Linked DNA regions of Danio rerio: region 2 is linked to region 1. The links are chromatin contacts, called in public Hi-C maps. All regions are on one chromosome and are shown on one strand. The core of a region is the stretch at or near the end of the contact, and the rest is flanking DNA. Distances in the headings are between cores, read along the strand shown. Region 1 overlaps rgl1 (ral guanine nucleotide dissociation stimulator-like 1). Region 2 holds the start of mpeg1.2 (macrophage expressed 1, tandem duplicate 2).

Evidence for each region. Hi-C and Micro-C count contacts between places; a contact is called where the count stands out from the background.
Region 2: a Hi-C map of embryo shows a contact between it and region 1, with 1.5 times the contacts expected there. The contact joins the promoter of mpeg1.2 here to the enhancer-like site in region 1. A contact is called at or near these places in 2 of 18 Hi-C or Micro-C datasets (both in embryo) and 2 of 4 datasets of contacts at active chromatin or transcription factors (caudal fin and embryo).

Annotation. Positions count from the first base shown.
Region 1 is chr8:21,167,181-21,174,309 of GRCz12tu, reverse strand. rgl1 (ral guanine nucleotide dissociation stimulator-like 1) reads left to right here. Exons shown (of 18, transcript NM_205637.2): 3 at 1-135; 4 at 4,457-4,531; 5 at 4,793-4,986; 6 at 6,638-6,762. Among named protein-coding and RNA genes, the nearest start is that of plin3, 21 kb to the right of the region's middle. Within about 2 kb of position 4,894, at least 12 of the 62 cell types and tissues checked have an H3K27ac peak or open chromatin away from gene starts, as enhancers often do.
Region 2 is chr8:21,221,692-21,228,002 of GRCz12tu, reverse strand. mpeg1.2 (macrophage expressed 1, tandem duplicate 2) reads right to left here and starts at 2,781. Exons shown (of 2, transcript NM_001020586.2): 1 at 2,276-2,781; 2 at 1-1,150. The coding sequence starts at 2,716.

The DNA of each region.
Region 1 (7,129 bases), core at 3,645-6,144:
AGGGACTCTTGAACGCCTGGTAGAAACGCTCCTTACAGCATTCGGTGACAATGACCTTACCTACACCAGCATCTTCCTCTCCACGTACAGGGCCTTTGCCTCAACGCAGAGCGTCCTGGAGTTGCTGCTGGACAGGTGTGTACACTTATGCGCATGTTTATGTGACGAAACACATTGTAGATGTCAAGAGAAAGTGTAGTACTGAATGGTCATGCATTAAAAAAATGTATGAAATGCCCTTTGTTCAAATTATTAATTTAAAATGAGCTGAAACAACACAAAAGTTGAGTTTTTTTAGGGAAAACTTAATTGTTTTATGTTCAATCCACTTAAATTTGTAAAAACGAATAAGTTGGCTTAATTCCTTCATGTTATCCCAAGACAAATTGATTGTGTGACACCCATGATTTTTAAAAATTCTTTTATTTTTATTTAGTTTATTGTTTTACACTACAGACCAGTAATTAAACAGGAAAATATCCGTTTTAATAAATTAAATTCTACATTTCTTCAATTGTTTCAAACCACTGCTGATGTTTCAATGTTGACTCTTTAAGCCAGTTTACCCAGGATTTTTTATTGTGTGTTTGCATGTGAAGAGTTTTCACATCTTGCGCTGATGCAGCTGGAGAAATAGATGTATTCATTTTGGTTAGATATTAATGTAAACACAGTGTGTGAATGTAAACAGTTGATAAAAAGCATCAGATCTACAGGATTTAATGTTAGGGAAATTTAAAAGTTTCATTTCCAGGCCTAGTAAAGATTTGAAGGTCATAGAAATTTCTGCTGTCAGTATATATTTTTTTCAGTGCTGTAGGATGGTGTCTGCTGCAAATTGCTTATAAAAAAAAACTTATAAATTCATTACAAGTGACTAAAAAGTGAAAGTCATTTATTTGCAAGTGTAAAGGAATGAATTTGTATGAAAATGTGGGAAATGGAATCTATGCGCTTTACCCTGTTTTTTTTTTTTTTTTACTTTTTCAAAAAGCATTTAAAGACAGCTTTTTGACAGTATTGATGTTTATGTACTTGGATTTTTAACTTGTTTTCTTTTATTGATAGGTGTTCTTTTACCTGTTTTCTGTTTTTTTTCTTATTGTAAAGTACTTTGTGACTCAATGTCTGGGAAAGGTGCTATATAAATAAACCTTTACTTACTTGCTTACTTTTAGACTGATTTTATTTGCTGATATTTTATATTTTGTAATGGAAAAATTATTGTGATTTATTATTTTATTTTGTTTGAAATGTGAAAACCTTATTTCTATTCATTACGTTTTGCAGTTTCAGATCGGCATAATGCATTTGATTTAAGTGTTTTTTTTAAGTTTTTTTGGTTTTATTATATTCTATTTCATTATTTATTTATTTTTTTATCAATAGTACTAAAAATATTTTCTTTTATTCCTTGATATTTTAGAAGCCTGAATTTATGCATTACAGCTTACAGTTTAAATGCTTTTATCTTCAAACTCAGTATTTTATATCATATATTGTTTGTTTTGGGGGATTCATCATAAAAATATCAATTATGATTGTTTTTGCCATCACAACAATCTTTACTAAATTAAAAGGGAATATTACACTGAATTTAGTTTTTTTTTGTTTGTTTGTTTTATTTTTTATTATTTATTTATTTATTTATTTTTGGTATGGTTAACATTACATTAACCTAACCTTTAATATTCATATAGTTCATTACACACTTCGGAGTAGATTATTTTTATATATTTGTTTAAAATATTTCTGTCATTTACACTGTAAAATAGGCACCCTGAATTCACAGTAAGTGACTGGCTTATAATTGCATTACATTCACAGTAAAATATTGTATGTAAATTCATGACAAATTACTTTGAGGTAGTTAACAGTAATTTATTGTGATTTTATTGCTTTTAATTACTGTAAAATCTCAGCCATATAATGAAACTTCACAGTAGATAGTAATGTCCATTACTGTGATTTCACAGTATTATCTTGTAGAATTAATTATATTTTACTGCGAAGCAGGCTTTCCTCAGCTAGTCATTCTGACATTTACCCTGACTTTGGGATCATTTTAGGTGTTAAACAGTGTTTTGTTTCATGAATCAATTACGTTTGTTCCAGTTTATTATGTTTTGGCTAAGCACAAAGTTATGTTCATTAAATATTATTTCATAGTTCCATGTTAACCATATAAGATTAAATAAAGTTGCAGTGCAACCAAAAATGAAAATTTACTATGAAATTCTTGTTGTTTTAATACAGAATGGTTTTCTTTCAAGTCATTTTTGAAGATGTAACCAAATTGTTTTTTGGGGCTGCAACAACATTTTGTTATTTAATTTATTCTGTTATTAATACTAGCATAAATATCCCTTGTATTAATGTCTATGTTGAATGAAAAAAAAAGAGTTTGAATTCCTATACCGAACCAGGGGCGCCTCCAAGGGGTGGCCAGGGGTGGCCACGGCCACCCCTCGGTAAACTCTGGCCACCCCTGTGGCCACCCCTTTGGCCACCCCAATATAATTTTGCGGTTGACATTATTGATTTAAATGAACTCATAAATTTCCAATATTTAGATAAATAAATAAATAAAATGCAGTCACTAAATTATTGTTGGTGTTACTGACGTAGCTCTCCCCCTCTGGTTCAATGCTGGTGAAAGCAAACTGACGCATGCGCGCGGAAAACCATTCCCGCGCGCCTCACGCACTTCTGTGTGAATCCCAGTTGGTTGTTTGCATGCACGCCGACATAATAGGCACCGCTCATGCGCCGTGAAACCGGAGTAACAGCCTTTTGTGCAGAGGTGTCTCCACGCAGCGAGTTTTGAAAGTCGTTTAAAGTTTATATAATATGATGATGATGATGATGATGATGTTACTTTCACTAAGCATGCCTTTAAAGCAGAAAGGAGGGATAATGAGTCAGGGAGGTAAGACTTCATAACATGATTTCTCAGCCATAATCTGGTCTAAGACCACAGATAATTCTATAATACATTTTTTGTATTCTTTAGAATTGTCATAATTAATTTTCATGCAAAAGGTTTCTTAAGTGATGTTGGCATATCACTCCAGTTGTTGTTTTCCAGTAATATTTGGGATTGATTTCTGTTATTTATTTAGAATAATAATTGTATATTAATATTAATTGTATTTATTTAGAATAAATATAAATAAATTGTTATATTTATTGAATAACAAATCTAACAATTCAAGAGAGGTGGGGGTGTATAGGGTGGTTCGCCCAGGGTGTCATTTAAACTAGAACCACCACTACCCTCCCCGATCGTCATTGACAGCACGCACACACCTTCAATAGACAGCAATGGCAATTTAATATTTACCTTAAGCTACAGTATATCAATAGAATAAGCTGCATTAATAAAATGGTTCAAAAAGCAATATGGATAAATAATATTATTAGTTATAGTGAGTGTGTATAGTAATGCCTTTTGTTCAGTTTGTTCATTTGTTTGGGTAATTAATAAATTCATTATTCTTTCATTCATTTTCTTTTCGGCTTAGTCCCTTTATTAATCCGGGGTCACCACAGCAGAATGAACCGCCAACTTATCTAGCACATTTTTACACAGCGGATGCCCTTCCAGCTGCAACCCATCTCTGGGAATAATAAACTCATTAATCTTCATTAATTTTAGACATGGCATATCTCGTATGATGTACAATAAAGGCACGTAAAAAAAGAAGTTATTTATACAGTATATGAAAAGTGTTTTTAAAATAAACATAGATTTTTATTTGGTTTGCACATGTACTTGCTGAATTATTTCAAAGAATAAATTGCAATATTTCAAGTAGAATTAATTAAATGAATAAAAACTACATTATTTCATTTACCAGAAACAAAAATATAACATTACACTGAATTCATTATTTTTTTTGTGTGCCACCCCAAGATTTGGTGCGGCCTCTTCTGGCCACCCCTAAGAAAATTTTCTGGGGGCGCCACTGTACCGAACATACAGGAGATATAGCCCTTTTACAGCAATTTGCTGTAATCGTGCTAATCTGATTAATTTCACAATAAAGTTCTGAATACAACATACTACTGTGAATTTATACAGTTAAATCATGTAAAGTGATACTAAAGTAATTTACTGTGGAAAAATTACAGTAACATGTTTTTTACTGTTTTTTTTTTTTTTTTTTTTTTTTACAGTGTATGCTTCCGTCTAAAGCTATTTTTAATATAATTTTGTTTCGTAATTTCCTGTATTTTCTTTATTACATGTACTTTTTTATTCTCATAGTGGAATGCTGATTGTTTGTCTACATTTTTTATGTCAAAACAAGAATACAATTTTTTATTTATTTTTAAAGTGGATCTTACAGAAACGCTTGGGTATTGGAAAGTGATTGTAATTCTGCAATTGTTTTACAGCTTTCTTGCGGCGACTGCCCTTCATTCTCACCCCGTTTTCTTTCTTCTTTCGCAGGTATGGCAGTTTTGAGGATTGTGAAGGAGAGCGTAGCCAATGTCAGACTGGAGAGAGCAGAAAAGCTGTTAGAAAGTAAGTTCATTCTCAGCCATGGTTATCTGTGCTGCTTTATCTGCATTGACTTCCGTGCAGCTCTCGTGTTTGTTGTTTCATTTCCATGGAGGATTAAAAATTGAGGTCAAGCTCTGTTTTATTATGTGTGAGTGTGGAAGCAATTAGAAAAAAAAGGCCACTGATGAATGACGGTGTTTGATTGCTTCATGAATCAAAGCATCGCAGTTGAATTGTTGGTTTTCTCTGATTTATGCAAACATCTCTGTGTTATTCTTTCAGAGCTTTGGCCTCTATTCTGAGAGCCTGGCTGGATCAGTGTCCAGAGGACTTCCAGGAACCTCCGTCATATCCGAGCTTGCATCGTGTGCTGGGTTTCCTGCAGAAGGCCATGCCAGGCTCAGAGCCAATGCGCCGCGCTCAGAGTCTGCTAGAACAATTGCGTGTCCAGGCCAGCCTAGAGAACGAGACTGAAGGTAAGTCGTATCCGCTTACTGTTAACTATTTTAGCCATCCTGTCTAACTTTTTACCTCTTTGTCGGGGAAGTTTAGACGGGATACAGCTGTGGATACTCGCATCAATATAGCACTGTAGAACAATAATGAATACTTTTACATTACTGAGAAGGGAAGGTTAAGGTTTGCGGTGGGGGTAGACATTAATTACATACAATTTAATGGCTAATTTAATAAATTATATAAATAATACTCTGTATAATTACTGTTTTTACATTACTGTGATAGTTGGGGTTTTTAATCGCATGTCGGAAAGCATTTTAGCTTTCCTGTAAAATATAATGATGACAGAAGAAGTTGTGGTGCCACCTAAAGGCTTTCTTCGGTTACTAATTAAAGGTGTTATCTGTCTTTTTTAGCTTGCATTAATGCATTCAGTGTGTAGGTTAAACATTAAAAGATCGAGATCTCAGTTCAAACACCCATGCAACATAAATTATAAATGATGTGATGAGTTGCATCTGTTTATTAATCCTTCGTCGCGCTGCATTCAAATCTCCATTTTATTTAAAGAGAGATTCAGTTTTTACACTTTTTCAGTTAATTATAAACAATCATTTTTACAGAAGTACTGTGATAACCGTTTAAAGTTGAGATATAAACACTGATGTTTATGGTAAAGATTAAAATCACCTTTAAAAAATATGTCACAGAATGGTTCTTTAAAAAGTATGCATCTACTAATGAAACATGAAGTAAATTATTGAATCAATAATTAAAAATGAGATTAAAAAATAAATATGATGTGGTGTAAAAGATTATGTTAGAATGTTAAATCTAGCATTATCAGCAACAGTAGCAAAATCATTTTTCACAGTATTGAGTATTGTACTTTTTTATTCTGCCTATATCTTTGTTTATTAATAATAGCCATAACATTATGTATAATGTAAGAATACAAAGAGTATCAAGACATTTTAAAAATTTGAAAAAAAAAACAAAACAATAATAATGTCACCCGTCCATACATGGTATAATTGTCACAAATTTTGTCAAAACATTTCTCACTTTGATGTTACATAAAGGTAGTTGCAATGGTTGATGCAATGATTGCAACCCATCTCTGGGAAACATCCATACACACTCATTCACACTCAAGTAAAGTAAAGACAATGTAGCCTATACCAATTCACCTGTACCGCATGTCTTTGGACTGTGGGGAAAAACTGAGCACCCAGAGGAAACCCACGTGAACACAGGGAGAACATGCAAACTCCACACAGAAATGCCAACTGACCCAGCCGAGACTTCAACCTGCGACCTCCTTGCTGTGAGATAGCACTACCTATCCCTGCGTCGCCTGGTATTTCTTTATTTTTATTAAAATTACAGGTTGTAAATTATGTTTGTTAAAATCAAATGACATTTGTCTCCTCCCCTTTTTTGCTGATCTGAGAAATGGTCCGATCCATGACTCGAAAACTGCAGTGTGATCCAAACCGTGAGATTTGTGATCAGTTACACCACTAGCGGCTAGACATTAATAAAATCCATCCATTGATTCTCTTTAACTTCCGACCACAGCTGTATCCCTTCTAGCAACAACCCTCTTTGTCCATTCACGTATGTCTTCCTGTGCATACAAAAACATCTGCTGTCCGTTTGTTGCAGGAGGCTTTCAGTACATCAACCCGTTTTGCCTTGGGGAGGATGAGGAAGTGGAGATTGACTTGCAGGAGGACTTCTTCTCCTTCGAGGTTGACCTCGTAGCAGAGCAGCTGACCTATATGGATGCGGTGAGAGAAAAAAAAAAGATTAAATCTGTTGTCCACTAACTATTCGAGTCATGGTGATTTTAATTGTTCCAAACATATTAACTGGTTAGTTCACATCAGAATGTAAGCTTTTTTTTTGGTAAACATTTACTCGCGCTCAAATCATTCTAAAATCATTACAACTTTTGCTCATATTGTGAACACAAAATGAAGACATTTTCAATTATATCTAAGAGATTTTTGTCGCTCCATTAAAAGCCTACTCATCCTTTGATATTTTAAAACAAATAGAAAAATATGGATCTGCATGAATCAAACAGCATAATCCAAGTCATCTAAAGAGATGTAAACAAAAAATTTTTAAACAATATGAACATTTTGAAGTGTC
Region 2 (6,311 bases), core at 1,532-4,031, 56 kb before region 1:
AACCCCCAAATGGCACAGAGGATATTGTTCCTGCCTCATAGTCATTGCTCAGACAAATCCTCATGCCGTTAGTCAGAAATACTTGTTCAAAATAATTTGCAGGGCAGTCATGAGATTTGGTCTGTGGGTTTTGTAAAGATGGTCCAAATAGACCCCCAAATAGGTATCCGGTGTTTTCAGGGACTGTCTGACTTGTGGAACACCAATAAGTGTCAATTTGTGCCTGGCGGACGTAGTAAACATTTCCACATACTTGATGACAACAATCCAAAATTAACCAGCATGAATGACATTCCTCATGGCACTCATAATTATTATAACCCTGCTGTACGTTCTCAGAATGTAACCGAGTGGCACTGTATGGTTGACGGCAAGTAAAGTCACCAGTGTCTGGATTTCTTTGTGCAAATTCATCACAGATGACATTTCCATCTGGTGACTCAGGAGTGCATGTTTGGTAAACGCCACCAAATGTCAAATTGGTGACTGGACCCTCACAGGACGTGTCGTTCACATTGGCCTGAAAGTTAAAGTTTTGAGAACTTTGATCTGTGCAGCCTGGAGTGGTGTTTATGTTGTAGTAACGTTCTGCAGCCTTCTGCACTGAAAAGGCAAGCTTATGTAAAGTGGGAACTGGGAGGTCAGGGAATACGGCTGGATTGAGAAAATAGTGAATCGGCAGACCAGAACGGTCAATTGCCACAAGATGATTTTGAGTGCTCTCTTGCCACTTCTGCATAGTGATGCCTTGATAGAATAAAGCCCCGCCGTGGCTCTGAACTAATGAGTATGTGATGTTTTGCTGGTAAGTGAGGGTTTCAGAGGTTTGCTCGGTTTCTTTGCTGCCAAAGTTAAAATTAACCATGTTAAAAAAGTTAATGCCTGCGGATGCAGAGACAGAAGACCTCTCTGAATTAGTGTCAGAGACGTAAGACCTTTTTATATAGTCCTCCTGCACTAAAGTGGCACCGGCATCGATGCTTGTGATGACATGGGTACCATATTCAAGTATGACTTTCTCTGACAAATACATTGCTTGACGTGTTTGATTGTTCTCAATAGCATCTGCGAGTTCCGAGATCTGCTGGGAAAAGCGGGAATCCAGGGTGAAGTCAGGGTAAGCATTCACGGTGTACAGATGGTTGCGTACCTGAGAAGATAACACAAAACAATGATCAATACTTTTTTAGTAAATTTTTATATTTTCAATAAAATTAATGTAAATATGAGGCTTAGAGTATTTGTTTATATTAATATTATTAGAAAATGAATGTCTTTAGATGGGCACATCTTTAGGTTGTGACATAAATTGCCAGAATTTACCATAAATTAATATAAAATTAAATAAAATTGAATTAACACTTTTAACAAGCTCTTTATTTAAAAATAAGATAAACATTTCCCTAAACATTTTCAAATGATGAAGGAAACAAAAATCACTGAAACATAAATTTAGGCGATGCAGTGGCGCAGTAGGTAGTGCTGATGCCTCACAGCAAGAAGGTCGCTGTTTCAAGGCTTGGTCAGTTGGCGTTCGCGTGGGTTTTCTCCGGGTGCTCCAGTTTCCCCCAAAGTCTACAGACATGTGGTACAGGTGAATTGGGTAGGCTAAATTGTCCGTAGTGTATGAGTGTAATGAGTGTGTATGGATGAGTGTAAAGATGGGTTGCGGCTGGAAGGGCATCCGTTGCGTAAAATATGTGCTGAATAGGTTGATGGTTTATTCCGCTGTGGCGACCTCGGATTAATAAAGGGACTAAGCCAAAAAGAAAATGAATGAATGAACATACATTTAACTGAAAGTAAGTAATTTTTTTTTTATTTTAATGTTAGCTATTACGAAACATCATTTTACTTCCTTATATTATGAAATGAGAATAAGATTTAATTAAATATTAATATTTTTTTACATGTGGATATGGTTATAGCCTATCTTTTCTGTTTAAAATAATACTAATGTGTATAAAAATGTCCTTGAACAGACGCGTCCTCTTGTTACGAAGGCTTTTTAATGCCCACACCACGATTGTACTGTGAGTGCGGGCCGTAATCTGCCCTGTATTTGACTTTTTTTTTCTTTTTTGACATTTGACACAAATCTATGTTGTCAAATATTATCCAGAGTATGTCAGTGTTGTCAAAAATATAGTTTAAAGCTTTATGCTAACAAAATGATAAAAAAAAAACATCAATTTAAGAATACACTGTAAATATAATATACCGTTTTGGCCATTAAATAAAAATAAAACATGCTGCTTTTACTTTTCTGTCTTACCTGAACTCGTGTTGTTACGGAATTCCCTCTCACTTGGTGTATTTTCATGCGCGTGTTTTCCTCAGAGAATTTTCCGTTTAGAACAGTAAGGTAGGAAGCGTCTGCATTGATGGATCCTGACGTGGAGCTTCTCTGATCCAGCCATGACATTATAGTCTCAGAGTGAGTTTCCACTCCGCTTGTTTTTCGCGGAATGACAAACACTTCGTCTGGGATGAGATAAAGTCCATCTTCTGTGGTCTGACACTGGGAATAGGTCAAGTTCATCACCCGTCCCACGTCTAAATTGCGCAGGTTGTCCCAACCTCCACCTGGGAGCACCTCTAGAGCTGTTAAATTTGAGTTTTGGCGGCATTCGCGGAGACCATTACTGGGTCTGATAAAGCCATCAGATTTGCAGAAAAGGACGAAGAATGTAAGGAAAATATATAATAAATTCATGATGAAGTTTAAGGAATTGACCTCTGACTGCTCTCCTCCTCACACGGTTTCGTTTCTGCCCTAAATATACTTCGGAGGCGTGGCTTTGGAATTTTTGTTTTCGGAACAGTCAAACTTTCCCAAAAGAAGGAAGTATCTAGATAAGTTGAAGAATGTTGTCTGTTAGACTCCTGAAAATCAATGTTTTACAAGTTTCCTGAAAAAAAAAAAAAACTTTTTCCAAAGATATTTGTTGCTTTTTCTGTCTTTCTATTTTATTAACTATTTAGATGCAGGTTTATATCTTCACCATTTTTAATGAATTTGTATAATTGAAATTGATTATTAAAATTGGACATTTATGCACATTGGCATACACACTAGGCATATATTGTGTAGTTCTAGTGTACACAATGAAAAAAAAGTTGTTGGATTAACATAAAACATTATGTACATTGGTTGCACATAATATAGTTTATTAAACGTGATTTTTTACATGTTAAATCAACATGATTTTTATATGTTAAGGCTACATGATTTAATTTTGATTAAATAACACGACTTCTATATGTTTAATATGTTCTATATGTTCTATATGTTCTACATGATTTCTTTATTATAAATGGGTCATGAAGCATCAAAACATTTTTTGAGATGTTGACAGTCATACTGTATATGTGTCCCACATTGTTAATACCAGTATTAGGACATATACTTCACAAAATGAATCTAATTGGTTGTTTTTACAATATTTCGAGCAAATACGTTCTTCTTATACGATCTTTAAAAAATAAAATTTGAAGCTACATCGCAGCCATGAGATCTTTGTGTAAGTTCCAGTGTGGACACTGGATCTCTGTACTGGCCAGTACAACATGACATCTTTGAGTTTTCATCATTAATTCATAAAAAAGACTTGGTTTGAACCAATCAGCGGGCTCTTCTGTGAATGTGGCACAACTATATTAATATGCATGATATAGCTTCGAAGACTGTTTTTACCTGTTACAGTGTTTAAGACTTTTATATGTTCAAACTACATAATTTCCTTATTATAAATAACATGGTTTAGAAAAAGTTCAAACTACATGATTTCTTAACAATGAAAACATGTTTATATGTTCAAACCACATAATTTGTTTATAATTAAATAACATGATTTTAATATATTTTAATTACATTATTTCTTTTTGATTAAAGAATGTGATTTTTATATATACTCTGAAATACCCTTCCTAATGAGCTTCGTACAATCACTGACCTGCCACCTTTTAAAGCCCACTTATTTAAATGGGCTTTTCAAAAGTTCACACTTAGCTGATGATTGATAATAAAGCTAGTTTGGCATGCTGTCCCAGGAGAGAGCCCTGAGCTTATAAGATCCTCGAGCCCTGGGCTTCCTCCCGTTGCAAGGCGAGAGGGGAGTTTGAGCTCGGGTAGATCTCGATGACTCCCCCTCTTGCTTGTAGCTAAGTGTCAGATATGGATGCTGAAAGGTGTACTCAGAGTTTAGCTAAAGTATTTGGATTAATTGTTTAGAGTGCTTGTTTTTGAACTGTGGGAGGAAACCGGAGGACCCGGGGAAAAACTACTGCAAAACCACTGAATTTTGCTGAGAGTACAAGTAAGTTTATAGCTGAATATTGTGGGAATTTCCAAAGCCAACTATGAGAAGTGATATGTTTTAACTCAGGAATTACCAATGTCATCCACTACATTTTAAAGCCATTTGTTAAAAAAGCATGCTAGACTATGGTGCAATGTGTCTATTCTGTGCATTAATGCTTTCCAAATATGCTTTATATATATATATACTGTAGATTAAAAAAACATGAACTGAATATAATTGAACAGATACATGGAATTTAATCTTCAATCTGTACTTTTATCTTCATGTGAATGCTGGGAACATGCAGCTCAGCAATCTAAAGAATGAAAACATACTGTAAGACGCTTTGAGATGGCGGTAAACTGAGAACTGTTCTGACTGGTTTCAGCACATTTCAGTTTAGACGCATGCATAAACAACCATACTTAAACCTCACCAAAAGAACTTATCATAATGTGATTTATCGTAAATTATCAATCAGGCAAATAAGATAACTGGTCAAAAACAACATTCGCTACAGATTCTATTTGACTCCTTTATGGAAAACACGGCAATTGTGATTTTTAAAGATAATACACATCCCCTTCACTCAGCTTTTGAAGTGACACAGGCGCAGGTTTAGAATTCCTAAAGCCCGAAGAAATGCTTATAAAAAGTCATTTATTCCAATTGCAGTTGTTGTTTTAAATCGGATGACTGTTTGAAGTGAATTGGGTGGTTGCCAAGAATGATCTGCAGTAATATGTACAGTATGGGGCTAATTTGGTTTTAAATTTTTTAGCTTACGCTGTTGTCTTGATGAGTGTTTCTATTGTGTGATTGTTGTATGGTTGTATGTATGCAGTTGTTGTTTTAAATCAGTGTTAAAGACATGCAGAACAGACAAAGTTTAAACTAAAAGGGAATTAAACTATATAAAATACTTAAAAATCATGCATTTAATTTTGTATTTTCTTGGTAGATTCTAATATTTATGAAACTGTGTGTCAAAGTGACATATTTGAAGTTTCCCAGAGTCAGTGTTCACATGTATTGAGTTCACCAGGAAACAAAGTCATGTTGACAACTGCATGCTTAAGAGGAAAAACTAGTCTGATTTACAAAACATCACGAGGAACATGACGCAGCATTTTTGAAAGACAATCTGAGACTTGTTTGGCATTAATGAATATTAATTCAGGTGTCAGCAATTGAAGGTCCAAAGCCACTGCCATAAAATTTTACAGTAAAATATAAAGTCCTCCTTTTTAAAAATTCACTGCTTCATTTACTCACCCTTGTTCAAATCCTATTTAAGTTTCTTTTGTTAAAATAAAAAAAACATTTTGAGGAGAAATGCAAGTTGTTTTGACACATTGACTCATTTCTTTTCTACTATGGAAGTTGATGGGTCCCAGCAGCTAACATTCTTCAAAATGTCTTCTTTTGTGTTCAAAAAGAGAAAGAAACACGAGGGAGGATAAATGATGAGGTCATCAACTATCCTTTTGTCATAGTACAAAACTTGATTTTTAATGCTTGTTATATTAGTTTTTAAGTGTAGTAAAATGAGTACTTATTAATGAATGTTTAGGGCAGGGGTCACCAACCTTTTGAAAAATGAGAGCTACTTCTTGGGTACCGATTAATGTGAAGGGCTACCAGTTATTAAAAAACACATTTTCTTAATTTACTTTTCATATGTTATTATTAATATGTTAATACATGTTGGTGACCCCTGGTTTAGGGTGTCACAGTGGCGCAGTGGGTAGCACGATCGCCTCACAGCAAAAAGGGCGCTGGTTTGAGTCTCGACTGGGTCCGTTGTCATTTCTGTATGAAGTTTGCATGTTCTCAACGTGTTTCATGTGGTCAAAAGACATGCTCTATAGGCGAATTGGGTAAGCTAAATTGTCTGTAGTGTATGTGGGTAAATGAGTGTGTATAAATAATTCCCAGTGATTGGTTGCAGCTGGAAGGGCATCCGCTGTGTAAAACATATGCTGGATAAGTTGGCGGTTCATTTAT